Linked DNA regions of Gossypium hirsutum: region 1 is linked to region 2. A link is a contact called in public Hi-C data. All regions are on one chromosome and are shown on one strand. The core of a region is the stretch at or near the end of the contact, and the rest is flanking DNA. Distances in the headings are between cores, read along the strand shown.

The links. Hi-C and Micro-C count contacts between places; a contact is called where the count stands out from the background.
Region 1: a Hi-C map of leaf shows a contact between it and region 2, with 2.8 times the contacts expected there. The contact joins two enhancer-like sites. A contact is called at or near these places in 2 of 34 Hi-C or Micro-C datasets (both in leaf).

What each region holds. Positions count from the first base shown.
Region 1 is chrA04:70,763,353-70,770,720 of Gossypium_hirsutum_v2.1, forward strand. No RefSeq gene overlaps it. Among protein-coding and RNA genes, the nearest start is that of LOC107948822, 14 kb to the left of the region's middle. Within about 2 kb of position 3,444, at least 3 of the 9 cell types and tissues checked have an H3K27ac peak or open chromatin away from gene starts, as enhancers often do. A contact at or near this core is called in leaf, where this site is marked.
Region 2 is chrA04:70,319,669-70,326,844 of Gossypium_hirsutum_v2.1, forward strand. No RefSeq gene overlaps it. Among protein-coding and RNA genes, the nearest start is that of LOC121228731, 10 kb to the right of the region's middle. Within about 2 kb of position 3,048, at least 2 of the 9 cell types and tissues checked have an H3K27ac peak or open chromatin away from gene starts, as enhancers often do. A contact at or near this core is called in leaf, where this site is marked.

The DNA of each region.
Region 1 (7,368 bases), core at 2,194-4,693, 440 kb after region 2:
TGTTGGATTTGTTGCTTTTACCCTCTGATCAGTTGGTGCATGTAGACGGAAAGAAAAAGGTAGAATTTGTGAAACAATTACATCAGTGAGTTAGGGATAATATTGAACAAAGAACCGAGCAATATGCTCGTAAAGTCAACAAGGGACGTAAACGAGTGGCGTTTGAACCCGGTGACTGGGTTTGGATTAACATGCATAAGGAGAGATTTCCAGCTCAAAGACGATCCAAACTTTTGTTAAGAGAAGACAGTCCTTTTCAAATATTGGAAAGGATTAACGATAATGCCTATAAGTTAAACTTATGTGGTGAGTATGGGGTTAATGCTACTTTTAACGTTGCTGATTTATCCATTTTTGATGTAGGCGACGATTTGGGGACAAATCGCCTCGAAGAGAGGGGATGATGCGACCCTAGCTGGGAAAGTTGCCACCGAACCTGTTGAGCTGCCACAAGGACCTATAACTCGGTCTCGTGCTAAGAGGTTCGAAGATGCGTTAGTAAGCTATGTTGATCGAGTTTGGGGAGAGTAAGTAGTTGAATCCATTGATTATGCTTGGACCAGTTCAATAAGTGTCCCTTGCAATTTATTGCAAGTTGAACTTTATTTTTAATTAAACTCATCTTAGTTAATAATTGAGTTGTTGGAATAAATTATTGCTAATGTGTTTTTAAGTTTATTAATTAAGTTAGTTAAGTGTTAAATGTGCTTATTAATTAAGTCTATTAATTAAGCTTATTAAGTTGTTTTTGGCTGAATATCAATTAATGCTTATAGGTGACTATTCAGCTGGAATCAGTTATGTCAGTTATGTACTTGGACAACATTTAAGGAGAGTATTATGCACCATTTAATTCGAGTCTATTCCTCTTCTCCAAGGAACTATTTAAGAATAGTGATAGACCAATGAGTGTTCACACATGGCCATTCAGTTCATGAATTCTTTTCACATTCCATAACCGATTGCCTCTTAATGTTCACACCATGGTCTGTTTGTGTGCCCAAAAATGTCATCAATATTGCTAGTGTCTATTTGCCTACCCAAGGGAGAATTTAAAGCTTATTCTAAACTCTTTGGCTGCTCAAGAATGAATTCTTTCAGCCTAAGCATTCAAGCTCATTAAATCAGCTCATTTAAGCTGAATCCAAATGACTATTCGGCTAGGCATTAGTTAGCATTATAAATACGTTGTAATCAGCTTGTTTGAGGGACTTTTGCTAAATTTATGTTTAAATTGAAACTTGTGAGATATCCAATTCTCATAGTTCTTTTCAGGTTTGAATTGACTTATCAAGTTGTCTTGTGGCGTCATTCTTTCCCTTTTACTAAACCGAACTTATCACCTTTGGTGTGGTGTTCATATACCTTTGGTTCCTATCACTTTTTGATAGTGGGTCAAGGTTCTTACTAATTTTTCCTAACTCGAAATCCATCTAAGAGCTACTTTGATATTTGGGTCAACTATTCCAATATTGTTTTTGATTCATTCTCGGCCCTTAGCCAAACTATCCATTTCTGTATTTAGCCATCTTATTTTGAACCGTGTTTGAGTCCAAATATTCTAACTTTTCCATTTAACTTGAAACGAACATAACCTTACCCATTTCATGATTGGGCAAACTAATACGACTCATAACATCTACAACCGAGTTCGTATCACGTAATCATATAATAATTTTTTAAAATTTTAAAAAAAACATTGCTAATATTTATTTTCTTTTTTTAATAGTTCAAAGAATACATTGCTAATATGAAAAATATATATTACTTATTTTTTATTTCGGTTAATATCTTATTCGAACCGAATTAACCGATAACCGAAATTTTAAAAAATCATTAATCGATTGAATTAAATTCGACCACTAACTGATTAACCGAATTAGATCAACTTGATCAATAATTCTATTTTAACCGAACTATAAACACTCCTACGACGGACCATATATTTTAGTTTGCATGTGAAAAGTTGACTCGCTAAATTAATTTTGTTTTTGCAAGTTAAACATTCAATTCATTTGATTAAATGATGTTGAACTATATAGTGGTCTAGAGGGCAGTTCAAAGATATTAACTAAGCGTTACAATTAGTTGACAAGGGGAAGATGATGGTAGAGTTGGACAATTTACGTGGTGTAGTATAACGTGGAGGGTCATCATAAACAGTGTTTTAAGCAAAGATATAAAATTATTTAAAATAAATATAAATTCTTTAAAAAGTAAAAATAAAAAAGTATAAATATTTATTTGATATTCCAACTTTACAAAAAGAATCATTTTAACTCTCCTTTTAATTTTTCGCTTTTTTAGCCACTAAACTTGCAGTTGAATCACCCCAAAAGAGATAGAAAAATTAATATTTTTTTACTTTATTGAGTTGGCATACACGTGAATGACACGTAATCATTTAATAATTTTTTAAAATTTTAAAATTAAAAAATTATTTTTAAAATTATTTAACAAGTATACAAATTATAAAAAAATTAATATTTTTAAAATTTTAAAAAACTAATTAGATGTTGACATATCATCTACGTAGCAATCTACATGTATGCCACATCAACAAACTTTAACTTTTTCATTAATTTTTGAATGATTTGACAATAAATACAAGTTCATGAGTTAAAAAGGAGCGAAAAATTAACTAGAGGGCTAAAATGACTCTTTTCTTTTGTAAAATTTGAGGGTCAAATAGGTCATTATCAAATAATAATTAACAGCAACCATTTAATGTATAACAGAAATCTATGTAATGAATTAATTAAGAATTAAAAACTCTTAAAATTAATTAAATATTTTATTCGTATAATGTTTAGAACTTTTCAGAATTTCTCCCTAATCTATGTGTTTTTCACACTCAAATTTATGTCCTCTTATACTGACAATAATATAAATAATAATAAAATGATTAAATGAATAATATCTTAAATAAATTTATGAATAATATAAAATTTTAAAACTTAAAAAGGTTAAAAAACACTCAGACCCATCCAAAACATTGCAAAGTTAACTAATGTTTCAAGCCACCTAGATTGATATCAAGTCGTATGTTATAATTAAGATCATATTTGAAAAAAGAAATCATCAATCTTTTTTTTTTTTTAAGTAGAATTACTCCTTAAAAGTAGTTTAAAGACTGTTGCATATTCAATAGTTACTTCTATTATATCCCAAATTCCAAATTGAGTTAAGGTGGAGCTTAATTAAGGAATAAAGTTTTCGTAATACTATTTTTGCATTCAGATAATTCCAACTTTGAAATTTTATTTAAAAAAATATAAAAAAATTTACCCCACAACAAGAATGGTTACTATATTCCCAAAGCATCACTTAAATGTGAAATGCATAAAAATAAAATTATGTTAAGTTGGGCCAACCATAATGTCCACCATAGATCTATAAGGTTGTGTCATTAAGAGTCCAATTTTCAAGTCGTTGGACTCTAATTCACATGTATTTTAGCTGGAGAAGCAAGGGAGTCTAAATCGATCCAACAAAATGGGCCTAAACTCACTTGCATTCTTTAAAGTCCAATAACCACCCCGATCCAACCAAAAAACATAATATAACTCCTCATCAACTTAGATTCTCTCTTGCATTATTTGTGATTATATTTATGCTGGTAAACACTAAAAAGATTATATAATGCAATACTCACCTTTAATTTAAAGAACCAAGACATTTAAAAATTCAGTCTAATCCACGCAATAACACTTTAGTGGGTAGGATTGTGCAATCGAAAAGGAAAAGGAAGATGTCTAAGCTGTACCCTGACTAAAAACTACCCATAGAGCATATTTCTTCTTCAAGGGAGTATTGAAGCCAATCACCCTCCCTAATAACTTGATTGCCATTGTTCTCATTATACTTTGCTTCACCAAGCCATCAACTCTCTCTAACAACATAATGGAAGGTAATTCATCATTCGTTTCGAATACCATATCACCTTTCAATAATTCTCTGTCATTCTCCTTTGTTTCTTTCTATATTCCAAACAAATTTGTTACTTTCTTTGTCACCATCGAGTAAACTACTTGTGATGGCTCCCTTTATGTACTACTCATGGTCTATTTTGCCCATTGGAAAACCATTCTTAAACCTCAAGTCACCATCAAAATGTTTGGACGTCCCTAAATGTCAACGTGTGTTAATCATTTTGAACAATACAGATTCACGTGAAACTGGTCACTTTTTAGGCTGCAAGAAAAAAGAATGTTATGTCAATTCGTTTTCAAGTAAAGCCTCTATGTATAGTGCCACTACATGTAAGCCAAAGTTGTTTGTCTTTTATTTTGAATTAAGGAACTGGGAAATAAATTAACCAGGACATTAAGTGTAGCTTGAAAGTTGATTCTATGTGATTTGTGATCAAGAGTTCAAACTTTCTTTTTTCAAAATAATTCACGTGTTTATTACATTGAGCAATAAAGAATTAAATATCGGTAAAAGTATGGTAGAGGTTCTTGTATAAAGGGTTAGATTACATTTTATCATTTCTATTAAATGGGTAAATTAGTCATTGTATGTTAAATAAAAAATAATTGGATTATTTTTGTTAAAAGTTTCATCCATTTGTATTGTTAAAATCTAATGTGGCTGAAGGAATAATCAAATAGTGACACTCAACATGCCACGTGTACCTCATGTTGATATATAGGGACTAATTTTTAATAAAATGATCAATTTACTCTTTGATTTAACATACATGAATTACTTTGTCTATTTTTTTCTATTAGAGATAGCAAAATACAATCCGACTTTTGATACATGAGCTTCCATAATATTTTTACAGTTAAATAATTTTTTTTAAAGAATTTAATACTTCTATTACCTAAAATTCAAATTTTATGTACGGAAAAAAATGCTAAAAGAATTTTATCTTGAAATTAAAAATATAATCCGAGTTTAATTGGAATCCAAGAATACGTAGCATGAAAAAAGAAACCCTTCAAAATAGTAACGATTCAGTGTTTGGTGGATAAGGTTCCAAAATCTTAGAAAATTTTCCCTAAGAGGGGAAAGAATGAAAGCACGCTAGCCAAAGCTGCCAAACTGGAAATCATGAAATGAATGAATTGTTGAGGCTCACATTTCATTTATTCTAATTAATTAAAATTTTAGCATTTTAATTTCAAAAAAGATAAAAATAAAAATGAGCATATACTTATTTGATGCATTTATTTTTTCCGTTGCCATTAAAAATAAATTTAATTCACTCTTTGTCAGTTGTTCAATATCTTATAATTATATCATGCTATTATTAAATAAGAAGTTTATCGGTAACAAGTCAAATAGAAATACAAAAGCAAAATGTCTACTAAAAATTTATGTAAAAAATATACTTTTAAAATATTATGTATTCCTTTAAAAAATTTGTTTGAAATTTTGGTTGAAAACCAATTGGTTAGAATTTAGGTTTAAGCCTCGTTAAATATGAGTATTGAAGGATGAGATTAGAATTTTTTATTTAGGGGAGTCGAAATAAAATTCGAAAATTTTAAGGTCAAAATATGAATATTGTATTAAAAAAACTTAAACTGAATGATAAATTTTTTAAAATTATTAAGGGTGGGTTTGGATAGGTGATTGGGTACAGTACGGTGCATTTAGCTTATTTTTTGTCTCACGCTATAGTGTCTAATCTTACCACTATCACTATTTTTACACTAACCATAGGTAAATACACCATCCATCTAAACTCACCCTAACATAACAACTAGGGGTGAGCATTCAATCGAGTCGAGTCAAATCGAGTAAAAAATTTTCGAGTTAGTCGAGTTGACAAATCCTATTTTAATAATCAAACTCAATTTGAATTTTTTTGAATCGAATCGAATCAAGTAAAAAAATTTCGAGTCAAATTGAGTCGAGTTAACGAATCCTACTCAAATTGAGTCGAGTTAACGAATCCTGTTATTTATACTTAATGTTGCGTTTAGATGGACCAATTATTTAACTAGTAAACGAAGTATAAGATTATTTAACTACATGAACAATATAATGATTTTGCCTTTTAACTTAATGGGTAAACATTTATCAAAACGACGTAGTTTTATCTTTTCTTATTCGGATTTTCGGATAACTCGAATTGTGTAATTCATATTCGAGTTAAACAGAAAAACTTAATTTTTTTATTTGAGTTGATCCGAATAATTTGATTAACTCAAATAACTCGAACTATTTAATTTAAATTTTAAATTTTTTATCGAGTTTTTCGAATCGAATCAGATTTTACTCAGACAATTAATCTACTTGCACAATGGGCAGCCTAGGCCCCTACTTGTTCTATGTATTCACCCTATGAGTATTTTTCTAGATTTGGTTTGTGTTAAATTAATTTTTATGCTCCGTTTGTTTGATTAAAAATGATTTTCGGAAAATGACTTATTTTTCAGAAAAGCTAATATTTTCTGGTGTTTGGATGAATCTGTGTAAAATATTTTTTGCTGTTTGACAGATTTCCTGAAAATATTTTATAAAAGTTATTTTTAATGAAACAAACATACATTTGAGATTTTTTCTTTCTTTCTATTGTTTAATTGAGTTTATTTTATATCTTCAAATTTATAATTTATATTGTTTTTGCATATATTGCAATGATTATTTATAAATAAATATATCAAATTAAATATATAATATTACTCAATTATGAACCTAGAATATTAATTGTCATAAATTGAAAACAACCAAAGCGAATAGATGATTCTTGATTGTGTTACAAAAAAACAACAAAAACAAAGATTGAATAATAACAAATTAGCTTTCAGATCACAATTAGTACTACATAACATTAAATTAATAATATTATCCAAATGCATAATTAGTAGTTCACCACATATAACATCCCCACTTTTAAAAAAAAAGAATATTTATGGTAGAAGTCCTTGAATAAGTGATCTATAAATAAATAGTAGTATAAGAAATTGTGATTATTTTTAGAAAAAACCGCCAGGCATGAAAACACAAAGGATTATTAGTAGGACTATAGGCTTAAGTTAAAAATTCAGTATCGAGTTCAAGGACTAAGTTGAATAAGTTAAAAAAGCATAGAGACTAAAGTGCAATTATCCTATTTTTATTTTGATGGAAAGGACTTAGTGACAATTTTTCCATTACTTAAAAAAAAAGCAATGGTTTCACGATGGCTTTTAAATATTTTTTTAAATTAATATTATAATACATAAAAAAAAAAGAGAGAAAGATGTTATCTTTCTCATCTTTCTTTCTTTTTCACGTCAAAATAAGGGGGGAAAAAAGAAAACAAAATTCTTCCATTATTTTCTGAAAGAAAACAAAATTCTTCCATTATTTTCTTTCAAATTCAAGCGTAAGGTATGGTTTTTCTTTAATTTTTTTTTTTTTAGATTTTGA
Region 2 (7,176 bases), core at 1,798-4,297:
ATGGATTCTAGAATAAATTTGTATGAAATTGCTTTAGATTATTAATTAGAGGTCCTTACAGAGTAATTTTCCCAATTTTTAAGTTTTTGGACAAAAATGGGCTTGTATGGATGAAATTATAAAGAAATGGCTTAAGGGCATTTTTGTCATTTGGCATTTTAATGAAATAAAATGGGAAAAAGAAGGCAAAAATCAGCCATTCTTCTTCCTTGTCCAGCTGAAATTTTCAAGTCACCATAGCTAGGGTTTTCAACATTTTCAAGCTCAATAGTAAATGCTCCCAAGCCTCGTTTTTAATATTCTTCTTATTTTTGAAATCTCGGTAGTTTACTCTCTCTATTTCTACCCATATTTCATGCTAGGATTCATGTTTAGAAATTTACCCATGCATGAGTTACTTGTATTTTGATGGTTTATGGAGGAAAATGAAACTTGGATGTGTGTTAAACATCTTTTCCTAGGTGATTTTCATGAAAAACCCTTAAAAGGACCTTTTTGCAAAAGGTGTAAAATGTGTGGTAGAAATGAGAAATAATAAAAAAAATGTGGGCTACCATAAGAGGGAAAAATATTAGGCTAGGCTTGGGTAAGGTAGAAATTGCATGCATTTCATTATACGAGCCTAGGGACTAAATCGTAAAAATGTGAAAAGTTAGGGGAAAAACAGTCATTTGGACCGGGGGTGAAATTTAGACTTGAAAAGTATAATGTGAGGTGTTAATAATTTAATTTTATTTTTATAGACCCCGATGAACAAACTTTAGAGGTTGATCGAGGAAAACGAAAAGTTTCGGAATAACCGACACACTATTCCAAGACAAATACCGGGTAAGTTCGGATAACTTAAAGTAAACTCATAGTATGCTTAATTGCATGATTTATGAATGTATGGTAATTGCATTTGATGATGGCATGAAAATCTATGAAATACATCCTTAATAATGACATGTCGATAAATGTCCCGGTTGAGGTTGAAAAGGGAATCTAATGGATAAACCATGGCTTTCATAACTTGAGATCCTGCATGTGTTGCAGAAAAGATTTAGCCCAGACGGGTAATCATTTGATCTCACATATAAAAAGGATCTAGCCCGGACAAGTGTTCCTTGAGTGATCGAGCCTCCTGAAGAATATGTGTGCATTTTGGATTTAGCCCGGACGAGTAATCCGATTAGAGTCTGAATTTAGCCTGGACTGGTATTTCAGATCCCAGCTCATTAAGGGTGTTTGTCGCTATAAGGGATTTAGCCTGGACTGGTAATCCCGCCGTAAGATGTGAGGTTCGCAGGAGTGCGTACATGAGATGATCACTCTTATGACTGGACGGTAAATGGATAATCCATTGAGATTTCCAAGAAACTCAACGGGATTAACATGAGATATAAAAATGAAAATATTGGATGATGAGCTCATCTAAAACAAATTACATGGTGTATTATTATTGTGACTAACTTGTTGATTGAGTGCATTTGATAGGGAAACCATTTCATTCTTGTTGGTATATTTTCTAAATATGGTTATATGCTATTACTTGGTAAGTTTACTTTCCAGTTATTCGGGCTTACTAAGCATGTAAATGCTTACCCTTCTCTTTTCCCTATCTTACAGAGCTCGAGGACTCGTAAAGATTGGAAGATGGTTGGAGAGTCAACACACTATCAATTAGTCTAGCTTTGGTATATAGATACTCTTATTTTGTTCAATGGCATGTATAGGGCTTTGGTTTATTTTGTGATATGTGTCATTTGAATTTACCATATGAAAGCTTGTAAAAATTACATATCTTCTTGTATTTGGCCATGGAAATTGGCTTATTTTGAAGTAGGCTATGACCTACAAATCTATGCATGTTTATGTTTACATGAGATGGCTTGGTTATAATTGGCAATGATTTATAAGAATGAGCCAACCTTAAATGCGTCAATGAGACATGGAAACCCTTAATACAAAAAGGGAATTAACCTAGCATGTATAAAACCGATGATATGAGGTTTACAGGCAATGAGGTTTATCAAGGTTATATGTAAGTGTATAACCTGGCCTTATTATGTATTAAGGTAACCTATAAGTGCGATTGGTTGGTAGAGGGTGGCCAAAGGCTTGGAAAATAAACTAATAAAGTCCACACGGGTAGACATATGGGTGTGTGTCTAGGCCATGTGTGACACACGGATCGCCCCCATGGGCGTGTGGTATGGCCGTGCGTTCCCTGCGCTTAAAATTTTAAGTTAGTTTCGAGCACGGGCTAGACACACGGGCATGTGTCTTGGCCGTATGCCCCTAAATGCATGCTGACGTCATAAACAGAGAGTTAAACAGGCTGAGGGCATGGGCGTGTCCCAAGCCACACGGGCGTGTGTGACCACACGGCCCCACCCATACGGGCGTGTGACTCACTAAAGTAAGAGAATTTATAAAGTTGCCCAAAGTTTATCGAATGTTCTCTGTTTTGTTCCGAACTGCCTCGAGATATGTTTTAGGCCTCGAAGGCCTGTATAAGGGACGGTATGCATGTGTTTGAAAACTTTTAAATTTTGGGCGAAATTTGGTGACCCAGTTTTGCATGTTGGTGAAAGTCTAAGTCCAGTAATACCTCGAACCCTGTCCCGACGTTAGATACGGGTGAGGGGTGTTACATACTATACCCTCTACCAAATGATAAATTTTAAATTTAACCCTTAAAAATGCATTTCAACCGTCATAAAATGCATACCTTAATTCCGTCCCCCTCCTCAAAAAAGTTTTTTTTGCTTCACCCTTATAACCTCTATCACTAAGGGGTTTGTGTAATGAAATAAAAAAGAAGAAGAAGAGATTAAGACAAAAAATCAATTTATTTTAGTGTTCTTTATCAATTCCAATGATGAATTCTAATTTTGCATCAAATAATTATATATAATTATATTATTTTGATTTGCATACTATCCATACCTTGAATTATTACAACCAAGTACCGTCTGCCACGAGGCTAGTTTATGATACCTGAAGCAGGCCAAGGTGACAATTTCCTCACGTATAAATCCATACAAGATCAATGAATGGTTTCCACATTTGGACTGTATACTATGCTCAAACCTAAACGGGCCTAGGTTAGTATATACAGAACACTTAGATTGAGATATTACTAAATGGGCTTAACTCAAAGTTACAAAATCTTACTTGTTAGTAGACATTTATGTCACCAAGACGAAATTTATTTTTTCTGTTCTTTTATTGAAAGTGTCAAAAATTAAGGGTTTAATTTTAAATAACACCATATATTATAAAAATCTCATAATTAAAAAAGAAAGGGGGAAAGGATGGGTGACTGGTTTGAAAATGAAAGGGTCTTGTAAACCAGTAATTATGGTAGTGAAAAAATGTTGGTCCAAAAACTAGTGAATTACTCTTAATCATCACTAAAGCTACTTGACTTTAGTCTGCATATATATTGAAAAGATTTCATGTCAAGCTGACGGCATCTAACCAATTAAATATATATTATATTTATATTTAGACCTATATTTTGGTTCATGAAATCGAGCACCTAGTCCTCAAGCTTTTCATGAAGGCACAAAGTCATTTTTTTCCCCTTTTAATGAACTAAATTGGTTTTTATTGGTTCATATGCAAGCGTATGATCATCATCACTTTCTTAATTCCAAATTTAATTATGTTATACACCCCAAATTAATGATTGTTATAATATTTGCTACTTTTATCATACGGAGAACACATAATTATGAAAAATGTAAGAATAGAATATTTGGGTTTATATTGTTAGTGGTCAGAGCCTATTATATGATTTATGACTAAGCATTGAGTTGAATAATCATTGATAATCTTTTTTTGGGTGTAAACAATCCTAAATCTGTCTTTGAAAAGCTCAAGAAAATTACTTTACATAATATGCAAGCCAAGATATATATATATTTATATATAATTGTTATTTAGAAAACCCTTTGAATGAAAATGACAGGGCTTCCCATGGACTTCCCAAAATACACATTAAAACTATACTTTTTTGCCTAATTGCTATATTATTAGCTATGAATATTATCAGCCCCATGTCACTGAAATTGAACTATTTCCTTTATAATCGATGTCAATTGTCAATGATCACAAATTTAAAAAAATTTAATTCAGATATTTTTCAACCCAAAATTATTTACATGGAAAATAAGTAAAGACATCATGAAGTCAGGAATTATGTCATTAAATATATAAGCCATGTTTCCTGGAGGAAAATCATGCATCCAAAGGAGCAAACATCATAATTTTTTAAAAATATAATATGGTTTCATTATATGAACGGCATTGGTTAAATTTTGGTGTATGGAGAGCGATCCACCGTGGAATGATCAGCTGCCAAGCTGTACTGAAAGGAAAATATAATGGAAATGTATGAGCATTTCATTTTCAACATGCTAATGCCGGTCCAATTATATTGCTTAAAATCTTCACTTCATAACCCTGATGGTAACTGGGTTTCTTGTCTTGTACATTGCCAGGGAGCAACTTGACTGTGACACTTTGGCACTAATAATGTCCACTGCGATCTTTTTTTTATCAAAATATATTAATCTTAATTCTAAATTAATCTTGTTTTTGTAAGCTGAAATACTCATATAAGCTGAAATACTCATATTCAATAACTTATGCAGTTAATTAAAGCTAGTTAATTAGTGAGGTATGATATAATATTTTTGAAGGTAAAAGTATTACGGAAGTTCCTGTATTAAGAGTTAAATTATATTTTGTCTTTTTATTTAAAAATAAATAAATTAGTTCATATATGTTAAATCAAAAAGTAAACCGGTCCTTTCTATTAATAATTTAATGCATTTATATTATTAAAGATTGGCGTGGTTAATGGAATAATCAAATAGTGACATGTAGTGTCCTATATGTACCTTATGTTGATGTATAGTGACTAGTTTTTAACAGTAAAAATTAATAATTTTTTTAACAAAATGATTAATTTATTCTTTAATCTAGCGTGCAAAAATTAATTTACTCATTTTTTAATAAAATAGACAAAATATAATTTAACTCTTAATAAGATAACTTTCATATAATTTTACCTATTTTTGCAATGAAAATAAATTTGAGGTGAAAACTAAATATGTTTATATTAATTTTGAGATAAAAATTTTCGGTGAGTACATTTATATTCATCAAATGATGAATGAATTGAGTTGACATTCGAATTTATCAAATATTTTCACTGATATCTTTGGGTTTCAGCATCTAAATATGAGCCATCTGTGGTGTCTTCAACCCTGCCCTCAAGTTTTTTTTGTTTTTTGTTTTGTTTTTTTTCTCTGACTATGACTTTGATACACATATAGTTTAGTTTGAATAATTAATTGGCACTGAAATCAAGAAATAAGATCTCTTCCTATGGGACTTGCTTTTTTGGGTCATTCAACGGTCTTTCTTGTTCATGTGAGTACCAATAATTGTCATCCATCTGGTATTCTTGTACATTTATCTATATGGTTACATTTGAGTTGATTCAATGGCACTTGTGATAAACCTGCCCAAACCTTTCTATAAAATTCGGATAAGATAAATTTTTATCCAACATTTAAGATAAAAAAATTTATAAAGTTTTAGTTTCAACTTATATTTTTATCTTTATGTAAAAAAATTATTATAATTTCATTTAATAACTTGTTAATCTCAAGTCAATCGCTAAAGTTTAAATCACGTTAGTTTTGAACACTATGCAATGATTTAATGATCAGAGTGTTCATCGTCCTAGGTGTAACCTAGATTCGAGTCACGTTAGTCGCATTTGTTGTTTCAGGCTTTATCCTATTCTTGTATTTCACAAAAAAAAACTAACTTATTAATTATATAAAAATATTTGTAAATTACTTGGATAAAAACAAGAAGTATGTTGCTCAATTCTCACCAATCTTTGCCACATGCATTAACCATGTTCAATTTTTCTTTTTCATGCTTAACGAAAAAAGATTCCTTGGGATAAACCATATGCCCTTCTGCCATTTCAAGACCCATAGATCCCTTTTCGTATATGTTATTTGAATTGGTATGAAAATGTTAGATATGAATACATGTCGTATACATAAATCTTTAGAAATGTGACTTATACTGCATTAAACAAATAATTTGTTGAACCACCTGAATAATAAATCGAGTTTGATTATTCTTAATTAGTTCAAAGTAAGTTTTATTTTTCCAACAATCGAGCGTTCCTAGTTCCTACCACCTTAATTGACCGGATTCAATATCAAAAAGTTTATTAAGAACCCATTTGCATAATTTTAAACTGCAACTTGGCATCCAAGTCAACTAATGAGAGTTAATAGTACAAAAACTTGCAGTTAAACGTCATTGCTTAGCCATATGCATGTGCTCGGGATTTTAGAAAGATAAAAAAAAAAAACCAACAAAACGCCATGGAATCCCACTATTGAATCTTCGCAACCTGCATCATGTAGGGGGAATTAATACAATATATGTCTTTTGGATACTTTCTCTTTTGGCAATACATTGTCATCATAAATAAAATATTTATTAACAATTATGTTTTCATGAGTGCTTCACGTTTGTTTATAGAGTAATTTAATTGAATTTTTTATGATTTCTTTAAGTTAAATCATCAATAGTGTACTTCCAAAACTATATGCTAACTTTAAACCAAGTCCTTTTTGTACATTTTGTTAAACTTTTCATTTTCCAGCTCTGTAGCCCATAAAGATGGGTGGTGATCAAATTTTGACCCCCCCCCAAAAAAAAAACTAATACTAAATCATAGATTTATTTTAATTAAATCATGCCATAACCATTAAATCGTAGATTGATGGGTTAGTTTTAAACGTGATTTTGGAAAAAGAGAAGAAAGAGAGCAATTGAGGATAGGCATGGCATGGCAATTATCTCCGAATGGTGGTCCCTTAACATTAATGAAGCTTCGACTCATTGAAGCTCAAAATCATAGCTGTAATTATGTGGAGACCGACATGCACATTATTAGGTGTTAAGGTATTTGATTTCTTTAATCTACATTCCATTGTTGCTACGTATATGCTTTTTTGCCCAAATATGGTTCATAGGTAGATTTCACATGAATTCATCAGTCTCAGGTACCTAACCTACTATCCTCCATTTTGAGGTTTATTATTATTTAAAATAAAAACCCATTTTACTAATAAAATTTTGCCTTAA